Linked DNA regions of Mus musculus: region 1 is linked to region 2. Evidence: chromatin contacts called from public Hi-C data. All regions are on one chromosome and are shown on one strand. Each heading gives the region's core, a stretch centred on a gene start, on an enhancer-like site or on the middle of the called end of the contact. The rest is flanking DNA. Distances are from core to core; before and after follow the strand shown.

Region 1 (5,195 bases), core at 1,120-3,619, 160 kb before region 2:
TTTATTCATACCTTAATGATTTTTCAAATTTCTTTCTCAGTTAATTTGCTGTCTAGAAACTAGCCCCACACTTACTATTATTAATTTTAAGTTTTCATTTAACAGTATCACAATAGTGTACAATGATTTTGATTAGCAAGAAATTGCTACAGACCAAGCAATATCCAGTATTCTAACTATACACAATAGTGAACACTTGACTCCCCTCTTACTTCCCTGTCACATAAAGTTTGCTCGTTAGTCTTTGCTGGACTTACTATGAGCAATGACTGTCAGTGGTTATGTTACTGATGAATACAAATGTAGTTCCCCTACTATTTGGATATATTTTATTCTCAGTATAAGAACCAAGGGCACAGAAGGCACAAATTCAGCCATACAAGTACATTTCAATTCCCTACTTGTTTAGTGTGTAATATCATGACACTGGACAAAGATTCATGGACAATTCATAATGTGACTAAAAGAAATCTTTTCAAAGTTAACTTTCATATGCTTCCAGAACAACAACATCATATTCCACTAGAAGTATTTCACCTTAGCAAAAATGAAACAATTAGAGTTCAGAAACCTAAGGTGAAAGACATCACAGTGGCTAAATCAGCCTTTGGCTCAGCCTTGCCAGACTTTGCCAAACAGATGTGCTGGCTTCATGGTTCTTGCTACATTTTATTAGTCATTTCTGTGCTACCCATGGGGCAGCATAAAGTAGGAAATTGCTCAATTGAGGTTCCTGTTTTCGGCTGCTGAGTTCACAGTCAAGATTAACATTTGCACACACTGAAATACCAAATCAAATAGTATTTATTTATTGATTGATTGATTCATTCATTCATTCATTTTATTGGTTGTTTTATTTCTTACAATTCAAATGTTATTCTGCTTTTATTTCCCCTCCACAAATCCTCCATCCCATCCCCCTCCCCTGCCTCTATGAGGAGGCTCCCCTACCCACCCACCTTCCACCTCAGCACCCTAGTATTCCCATACGCTGGGTCATTGGGCCCCCACAGGACCAAGTGGCTACCATCCCATTGATGCCTGATAAGCAGGGACTAATCCACCAACCAAAGAGTACACATGGGAGGATTTACAGCTACAGCTGGATATGTAGCAGAGGATTGCCTTATCTGGCAAACAGCTCTTATATATGCATTACAGGAAATAAATTGTATCTTGAGGCTTAGCTTTCCTGCTCATTTTTCTACACACATATCTGAGATTGATAAAGACACTTATACCCCTCTTTCCCTAGTTCCTATCTGCATATAGTAAGAATTGAAATATCTTATTTCTGTCTAAAATGGACTCTGACATCATTGTGTCACTATGTCCTCCCTGGCTCCAAAAATAAGCTATTTAATATTCTTTGCAGTATACCATTTCAAACTCCATTAAGCATATACTTACTAAGGTGTTCCCATTTGCTATCTAGAAAAAATCAAAATAATATGACTGAATACCTTGCCAAAAACAATTTAAGAGATCATGGGTGTTTTGGGGCTGAGAACTCCAAAAACAGTTCCTCATTGCAAAGACGTCAGGGTGGCAAGATCTTGATGCAGGGTGTCACATTATATCCACAGACAGCAGCAGAGACCAATGTATTAATGCATGCATGCTAGTATTCAACTGGCTCTATTTTACACTTCAAGATGCTCTATGTAGGACAATATTTGACACAAAATTAAGATGAGTTTTCCCAAATCAGTTAAGTAGAGATAATCCCTTACAGATGGGCTAAGATAGAGTCAGACTTAGACAATTTCTCACTGATGTCTCTTGTGGCTTCCTTCTTTTGTGAGAAGTTGGCAATTGATACTAATTATAACATAATTTACTGTGCTTGTGTAGCAAAAAGACTCCTAAGTTTCTCTTGGACTACATTTACTGATATCAGTAAAAGATATACAAGGGATCATTCCCAGAGAACCACTGCTTTATTCCAGCTTTGGGCTGATCTTACAAATATTATATGAGACAAACTGAGAACTTTATGTGACACTGAGAAAGAATATGACACAAATCAACAACATCTAGGATCTTAGGTGTTTGGGAAACATTCTTTTGTACTGGATTCTAACTGGTGTGTTACCAAGACAAGACACTTGAGACAACATGGCACAAGCTCAGGGTCAAAAGAAAGAGAAAGGATTATGTTATGCATATCGGAGTCCCTCTAAAAACAAATTGTAAATAAGAACTCCTTCCCTGAAGCTGAATGCAACACTGTTTAGCTATTTCAATATAAGCAGTATGGTTCCTTTTTTCACATAACATTGAAGTAATCTTTATGCAGAATAAGTCACAATACTTCCTTTCTCTACATGTAAGAACCTGAGATCTCATGAGAACTGATTCTGGTCCCAACAGGGTTCTTAACACCAACCATGCTTCTCCTAGATGCCTGGACCCACATTCCTCACAGTGTCCTGCTGTTGATCCTGCTTCTGGGATTTAAAGGTGAGCATGCCCCAACAATAGTATCATCTCCCTGTCTCAGAGCTACTCTTACCATTGAAAGTAAAGGATTCCAGTTAATTACCTGAACTGTCACAGGAGAGGTAAGAACATTGTCTCTTATAATAGAGCCAGAATTTTGAGCACTGCCTGAACTGGAATGTGAGCTTATAGCTTTGATACATAGAGTAGAAATGATTCATCCATAATATTTTCCACATATCCCTGCTCTTCATGACCCCCTCCAGTGAGCTTTAGTTCCTTCTATTTGTTTCAAACAGGACTAATAATAATCCGCATGGTGCCAGTATGTTGTCAGGTTTTTCTTTTTCTTTTCCTTCTTTCTATTTATTGATTATTTTATTTATTTAGCTTTCAAATTTTATCCCTCTTCTAAGATCCCCTTTGCAAACCCCTATACCATTCCCCCTGCTTGTATGAGAGTGCTCCCAAACAAACCCACCCACCCACTCCCATCTCACCACCCTTGCATTCCCCTACACTGGCCCATCAAGCCTCCATAAGGCCAAGAGGCTCCCCTCCCATTGATACCAGATAAGGCAATCCTCTGCTGTATAAGCAGCTGGAGCTATGTGTCCCTCCATGTGTATTCTTTGGATGGTGATTTAGTCCTTGGGAGCTCTGAGGTTGGGAGCTCTGGTTTGTTGAAATTGCTGTTCTTCCTATAGGGTTGCAAACCCCTCCAGCTTCATCAGTCCTTCCCCTAACTCCTCCGTTGTGAGTCCCTGTGCTCAGTCCAATGTTTGTGAGCATTGTCATACATATTGGATAGGCTCTGACAGAGCCTCTCAGGGGACAACTATAACAGGCTCCTGTCAGCAAGCAATTCTTGGCATTAGCAGTAGTGTCTAGGTTTGATGTCTGCAGATGGGATGGATCACTAGGTAGGGTAGTCTCTGGATGGCCTTCCTTTTAGTCTCTGCTCCATTCTTTATCCCTGTAGGACAGGAACAATTCTGTGTTAATATTTTTGAGATGGGTGGGTGGCCAATCCCTCAACTGGGGGTTGTGCCTAACCTCTGGATATAGTCTCTATAGGTTCTCACCTTTGTTGGGTATTTCAGTTTATGCCATTCCTATTGGGTCTTGAGAGCCTCTTACATTCCTGGAATCTGGCACTTTCAAGTGGCTACACCCAGTTCTCTATTTGCTGCTGCTACACATATCCTTTCATTTTCCGGACCCTCTGTATTTCTACTCCTATACCTGATCCTGTCACTTTTTTTCCCTCCTCCTACTCCTTCACCTCTCTCTCTCCCTCCCTCCCTCCCTCCCTCCCTCCCTCCCTCCCTCCCTGGTCTCTCCTTCCATCTATCTACCTCCCCTGATTATTTTGTTTCCCCTTCTAAGAAGAACTGATGCATCAATACCTAGGTTCCTTCTTTTTCAGCTACACATGGTCTGTGAGTTTTATTGTGTATATTCTGAGCTTTTTGCCTAATATCCACTTATCAGTGAGTACATACCATGTGTGGTCTTTTGTGATTGAGATATCTCATTCAGGATGATGTTCTTTAGTTCCATCCATTTGCCTGTGAATTTCATGAAGTCATTGTTTTTAATAGCTGAGTAGTACTCCATTTTGTAAATGTACCACATTTTCTGGAACCATTCTTCTGTTGTCACCTGAATTTTTATTTTAGCCATTCTGACTGTTGTGAGGTGGAATCTCAGTGTCATTTTGATTTTCATTACCCAGAAAGTAAAGATGATGAACATTTCTTTAGGTTCCTTTTGGCCATTTTAGATTCCTCAGTTAAGAATTTTTTGTTTAGCTCTGTACCTCATTTTTCAATAGTGTTATTTTATTATCTGGAGTCTACCTTCTTGAGTTCTTTGTATATTCTGCATATAAGCCTTTTATCACATGTAGTGTTGGTAAAGATTTTTTCCTAATATTTCCAATCTTTTATCAGATGTAGGGTTGGTTAAGATTCTTCCCAATCTAGGTTGCAATTTTTGTCCTATTGAAAGTGCCTTTTGCCTTACAGAAGATTTTCAATTTTTGTGAGATCTCATTTGTCAATATTTGATCTTAGAGCCTGAACCATTGATGTTCTGTTCAGGAATTGTTCTCTGGTACTTACGTATTTGAAGCTCTTTCCTACTTTCTCTTTGATGAGATTTAGTTTATCTGTTTTTTGTTGTTGTTGTTTTGTTTTGTTTTGTTTGAAAGAAAATGAAATTAATAAAGCTGCTATACAAAAGATAATAAAATGTGCATGCATGTGGCTTACTCTCTGTGATAATTACCAGAAGAATGTGTTCTTTATTGTTCACAGATACAGTCAGATTTTTTATTAGATATTTTCTTTATTTATGTTTCAAATGTTATCCCATTTCCCAGTCGTCCCCCACCAGAAACCTCCTGTTCTATACCCTTCCCCCTGCTTCTATGCTGGTGTTCTCCAATCCACGCACCCTTTACCATTTTCCTGCCTTCGAATTCCCTTACACTGGGGCCTCAAGCCTTCATAGTAGTAAGGGTCTCTCCTCCCATTGGTGCCAGACAAGGCCATCCTCTGCTACATATGTGGCTGGAGCTGTTGGACCATGTGTACTCCTTGGTTGATGGTTTAGTCCCTGGGAACTCTGGTTGGTTGATATTGTGGTTCTTCCTATGAGTTGCAAACCACTTCAGCTCCTTCAGTTTTTTCTCTAACTTCTCTATTGGGGACCCCATTCCAATGGTTGGCTGTGAGCATTCTCCTCTG
Region 2 (4,782 bases), core at 1,499-3,998:
AACAATAGCACATTTGCATAGTGGGTTCCAGCAATGGTCAGGGTGACTTTCTTTGAATGAACACTCTTTGAACCCAGGAAGCAGGTGGGTGGAGGAATGTCACTATCTGTTTTATGATTAGCATACCTTAGAGCAATGAGTCACAGAGGTCACATTCCTAAGCCTGGGCCTAAAGGCCTAGAATTTTGTTTTTACGTTATACTTTCAGGAGAATATTATTCAGCTACTAAAAGCAAACATATTATCAATTTTGCTGTTAAAGGAATAGAACTTAAGAATATCATCCTGAGTGAGGTATTCTAGTCATAAAATGTATGATATGTACTCATAAGTGGATATCAGCCTTCAATATAGGTACCATGCTATGCTGCACAGACTCAAAGAAGATAAATAAGAAGGAAGGCACAATCCAGGATGCTTGAATCTCACTTAGAAGAGGGAATAGTCATATGTGGCAGATGGAGGGAGGGTAGAGGGTTAGGGAGAGTAATGAAGGCATTCAGGATCAGGTGTAGGGAAAGACAGAAAGGATGGATAGATGGCCATGAAAGTAATTGAAAATCTGCAACTGACAGGGGTGAGGAGGTGGGAGACATTTCCCAGGCAAGACAGAGACCTGAGATAAGGAAGGTACTCAAGAATCAATGGGGGTGAATCCCAACATTGGGGATATAAAACCTGAAGAGGCCATCTCCTATAGCCAGATAGGACCCCCAGTTGAGCAATAAAGACACCAACCTACACACAAAACTTTCAAACCAAAATTTATCCCGATTACAAGAAATGCAGGCAGGGGAGAGGGACCAGTAACTTAGTGAATGGCCAACTAATAACCAGCCCAGTTTGAGACCCATCCCATAGGCAAGCAGCAATCCCTGACACTCTTAATGATACTCAGTTATGCTTGCAAATGTGAGCATGTTGTCCTGTGAGAGACTCCACTCAACTGCTGACTCAGACAGATACAGACACCCACAGCCAAAGAGTGGATGGAGCTTGAGGACTCTTTTGGAAGAACAGGGGGAAGGATTGTGTGTCCAAGAGGGGATAGGAAGTGGAGGTAAAAAGATACCAGTCCACAAAACTTTAAACCCAAAATTTATCCTGACTACAAGAAATGCAGGAGCAAAGATGGAACAGAGAATGAGGGAATGACCCACCAATAATTGGACCAACTTAAGACCCACACCATGGGCAAGCACCAAACCCTGACACTCTTAATGATGCTCTGCTATGCTAGCAGATAGGTGCCTAGCATAACTGTCCTCTAAGAGATTCTACCTAAGAGCTGACTGAAACAGATGTAATGACCCACAGGTAAACATTGAGCAGAGGTTGGGGACTCTTAGGGAAGAGTTGGGGGAAAGACGGAAGACCCTAAAGGAAATAGGATCTATACAGGAATACTAATGAAGCCAACTAAACTGGACCCTTGGGAACTCACAGAGACTGAGCCACCACCTAAAGAGCATACACTGGCTAGACAGAGGCCCCAGACACATATGTAGGAGATGTGCAGCTCAGTCTTCATGTGGGTCCCCCAACAACTGGAGCAGGTGTGGTCCCCAAATCTGTTGCCTGACTAAGGAAACAGTTCCCCATCAGGGTGCCTTATCTGGTCTCAGTGGAGAGGATGTGCCTAGTCTAACCCTGGGGAAACTTGATGTGTCAGTGTGGGAGGATACCCAGGTAGTTCCCACCCTCTTAGAGGAGTGGGGATGGGGAGAGGGACTTCATGAAGGGAGAATGGAAAGGCAGTGATTGTGATGTAGATAGATAGATAGATAGATAGATAGATAGATAGATAGATAGATAGATAGATAGATAGATAGATAGATAGATCATCCAGCTTCTGGATCTATGCATAAGCACTGGCCTTTTGGTAAGATAGTTTATATATTCTTTATATATTCTTCCCCTAAGTCTCATGTTAGAATTCTGTCTTTCACAAAAGTTGCAACTGCACTGAATTGTATGAAGGGACTGTGTATGAAGAAGAGGGTAAAACAGCAGATAAAAATCCCAAAATTACTTTAAAATATTTTGGCAAGATATATTGAAAGCAATGTGATTTGAATCTTATAGATTCTTAATAGTGTGTGCAGAGGCTTGGGAAATCATTAGTTTGGGGCTTTGAAATTTTATCTTACAAAAGAATTTAATGGTATTATGACAGCATTGTTAAAAAAGATATTCATCTAAAAAAATAAAGTTCTTGGCACACAAACAATGCATAATGAGTGATAGCTAATTTTATTGTTCTACCAACTAATGATCATTTATAGTTCCTTCAGTGTCAACAAACTTTGAAATGGCTTTCAAAATAAACACAAGTAGGCCCTAACTTGCTTCAGTTGTCAACTTGATACAACTTAGAAATTATCTCAATTGATGAACTATCTATATTTTCCAGTGAGCATATCTTTGAAGCATTGTTCTGACTGCACATTGCTGTAGAAGGACTTCACCCTCTTTGGCTGTCACCATTCCCTGATAGGTAGTCTGGCCTTGAATGAGAAAGCTAAATAACTAACGACGAGTCTGAAAAAGTGACCTGCTTGAGTCCTTTCCCTACTTCACAGAGACTATAAAATAAACCAACCAATCACATCATCGTTTCAAGTTTTTCTTTACTAAACATATTATCTTGACAGCTTAAATGATTAGAAATATCAGCATTGCAGTGAACTCTGGGAGAGCCACACATTTCATAAGCTTTGAACATATTCCGCCATCTTCTGGTAGTGTATGGTATTGCAATCAAATGTCAACATGGTGTCCTTCAGCTGGTTTGTATATTTAGCCTGAAGAACTCCCAGATTATTTCCTAATAAGCATAGTAAGACCCAATATATTTTTGCTCCGTAGTGTTACAAATCATGCTTATATTTTCAAGTAAGATAAAAACAAGTTTCTTCTGAATCCTAATATCATCTTTCACCAGTCTCCTACACACTTGGATTTTGTCTTGATTCATTATGTGCCCTAAGAGCTCTTATCTTCCTAGTTGCCCTAAGAGCTCTTATCTTCCTAGTTACTCTTTCACTCTTTTTCAAGTTTCCATGCTTCCATGATGTATCTTGTTATAACCTTTGTCATTATTTTAAAAGTCTGTCTGCAATTCCTCTTTCCGATGGTGTAGATAGGGTGAGATACGTTTATACTTGAAGACTCCTATGTGTGTGTAACATAATACCAAGATCAGAGATCAAGCTCAGGGAAAATACAGTCATCTTCTCGTCGTAATACATATGATAATGCTTCTTATTGTCCAAAATGGGAGGCACTGTGGATCTACTCAGCTGCAGTGGTCAGTTGTTGGTTAGAGACTCCAGATCATAGCAGAACAGAAAACAGAGCTGTACTTAAAGAGCCCACAAGTTATTTATAGATAGTACCTTCTAAAGGTTTCAAAGTTTCCAAAATTAGCTTTTAGAGCTGAAGATCAGACATTCAGCACAAAAACCTGTAGGGAAGATTTGAGACACAAACCCTAACAGAAATTATTTCAAATCCAAATTATTGTGTATTAATTGAATAAAACAGTATTACTTCAAAACTGAATTCCTAAATTATTGTCTTCCTTGCTCTGCTTTCCATGGTCTTGTTTATTTTTATTTTATTTTCCTTTCAGTGTTTTATGAAATGGTGCTTTTAGTACTAACTACTGGACTTGTTTGAAGAAATACTATACACAATCGTTCCAATGATATAGAGTCATCATATTTCTCATATTAATTGATAAAAGTTATTTTATTTCTATTTCAGAAATAACTACTTAAATGATTAGATATAGCAACCCTTATTTAGTTGTTTGTTTGTTTGTTTTTCCATTGTAAATGTTTTTGAAGTATTTTATATATTTCACTTGAGTCAAATAGGAAAGCAGAAAAGGTATAAGGGAGAGAGAGCAGCTAGAAGGTAAAATTATCACACAAAATAAAAACCTTTTAAAGTTAAATATCAAATTACAAATAACAATGTGTTAAAGCTGAATTTCCTGTTTGAGTCTCAGTTTTCTAATAATCTATTGAAAGAAGTAAGTATGTGTATGCCTCAAAGTTCACAGGGAATTAAAACAAAAATGCATTCTAGTTAGTTGCCATAGATAGCTTCTATGCTTCTCAAGTACATCCCAAAGTAGCTTTTTGCTACGGCTTTGTTGTTTGTAGTGGTGATTCCAGATTGCACTCCTGATCAATACCTAAATAAAGGTTGCCCACAACCCATTTGAGGATACATGCTTCAGTCAGCAGTGCGGCTGTACCAGCAAGTGCATGATATGCAAGGAGCAGGTGTCAGTTTCAACCTCCACATTTAGATAGGATGAGTGTCACCTTTGGGGCTACCTGAAATATTCTCTTTAGAAATTAGGTCCTGCTGCATTGCTCAAAATAGAAGGCAAAGAAAGTCACCCAAATGCAATAACAAATGCCATGAATCATTGTATTTGAAAAACTATGGTGTTTATGCTGAAATTACTCCAATATAAAAAACCTTGTAACGGTTTTGGACCGAATTAACCTGTGTAAAATTAATACTTCAGTTTTAGTAGCAGTTTGTGGATCACTTGTTGAAACTGACTTTGATAGTTGAAGTAAAGTAAGTCTCTAGACGGTCCTTCAATAAGTATCAGAACGCAGGCTTGTTCGCCTATTAAAGGTAAACCTCGACTAGAGAAAAGCTGTTCTCACCTGCTTCCTGTGACACTACAAAGGTTTGGCATAGATGGGAGGGATGAGGACTCTAGTGCTAAAGCCTTGTCCAACTACCTATCCTGCC

The links. A called contact is a pair of places that touch in the nucleus more often than the background predicts.
Region 1: a Hi-C map of bone marrow-derived macrophages shows a contact between it and region 2, with 21 read pairs. The contact joins the promoter of Sirpb1a here to the enhancer-like site in region 2. A contact is called at or near these places in 1 of 484 Hi-C or Micro-C datasets (bone marrow-derived macrophages) and 2 of 9 other capture datasets (adipose tissue and liver).

Annotation. Positions count from the first base shown.
Region 1 is chr3:15,423,601-15,428,795 of GRCm38.p6, reverse strand. It overlaps Sirpb1a (signal-regulatory protein beta 1A), which reads left to right and starts at 2,369. Exons shown (of 6, transcript NM_001002898.1): 1 at 2,369-2,463. The coding sequence starts at 2,391.
Region 2 is chr3:15,262,612-15,267,393 of GRCm38.p6, reverse strand. No RefSeq gene overlaps it. Among named protein-coding and RNA genes, the nearest start is that of Gm9733, 67 kb to the left of the region's middle. Within about 2 kb of position 2,748, at least 2 of the 459 cell types and tissues checked have an H3K27ac peak or open chromatin away from gene starts, as enhancers often do. A contact at or near this core is called in bone marrow-derived macrophages, where this site is marked.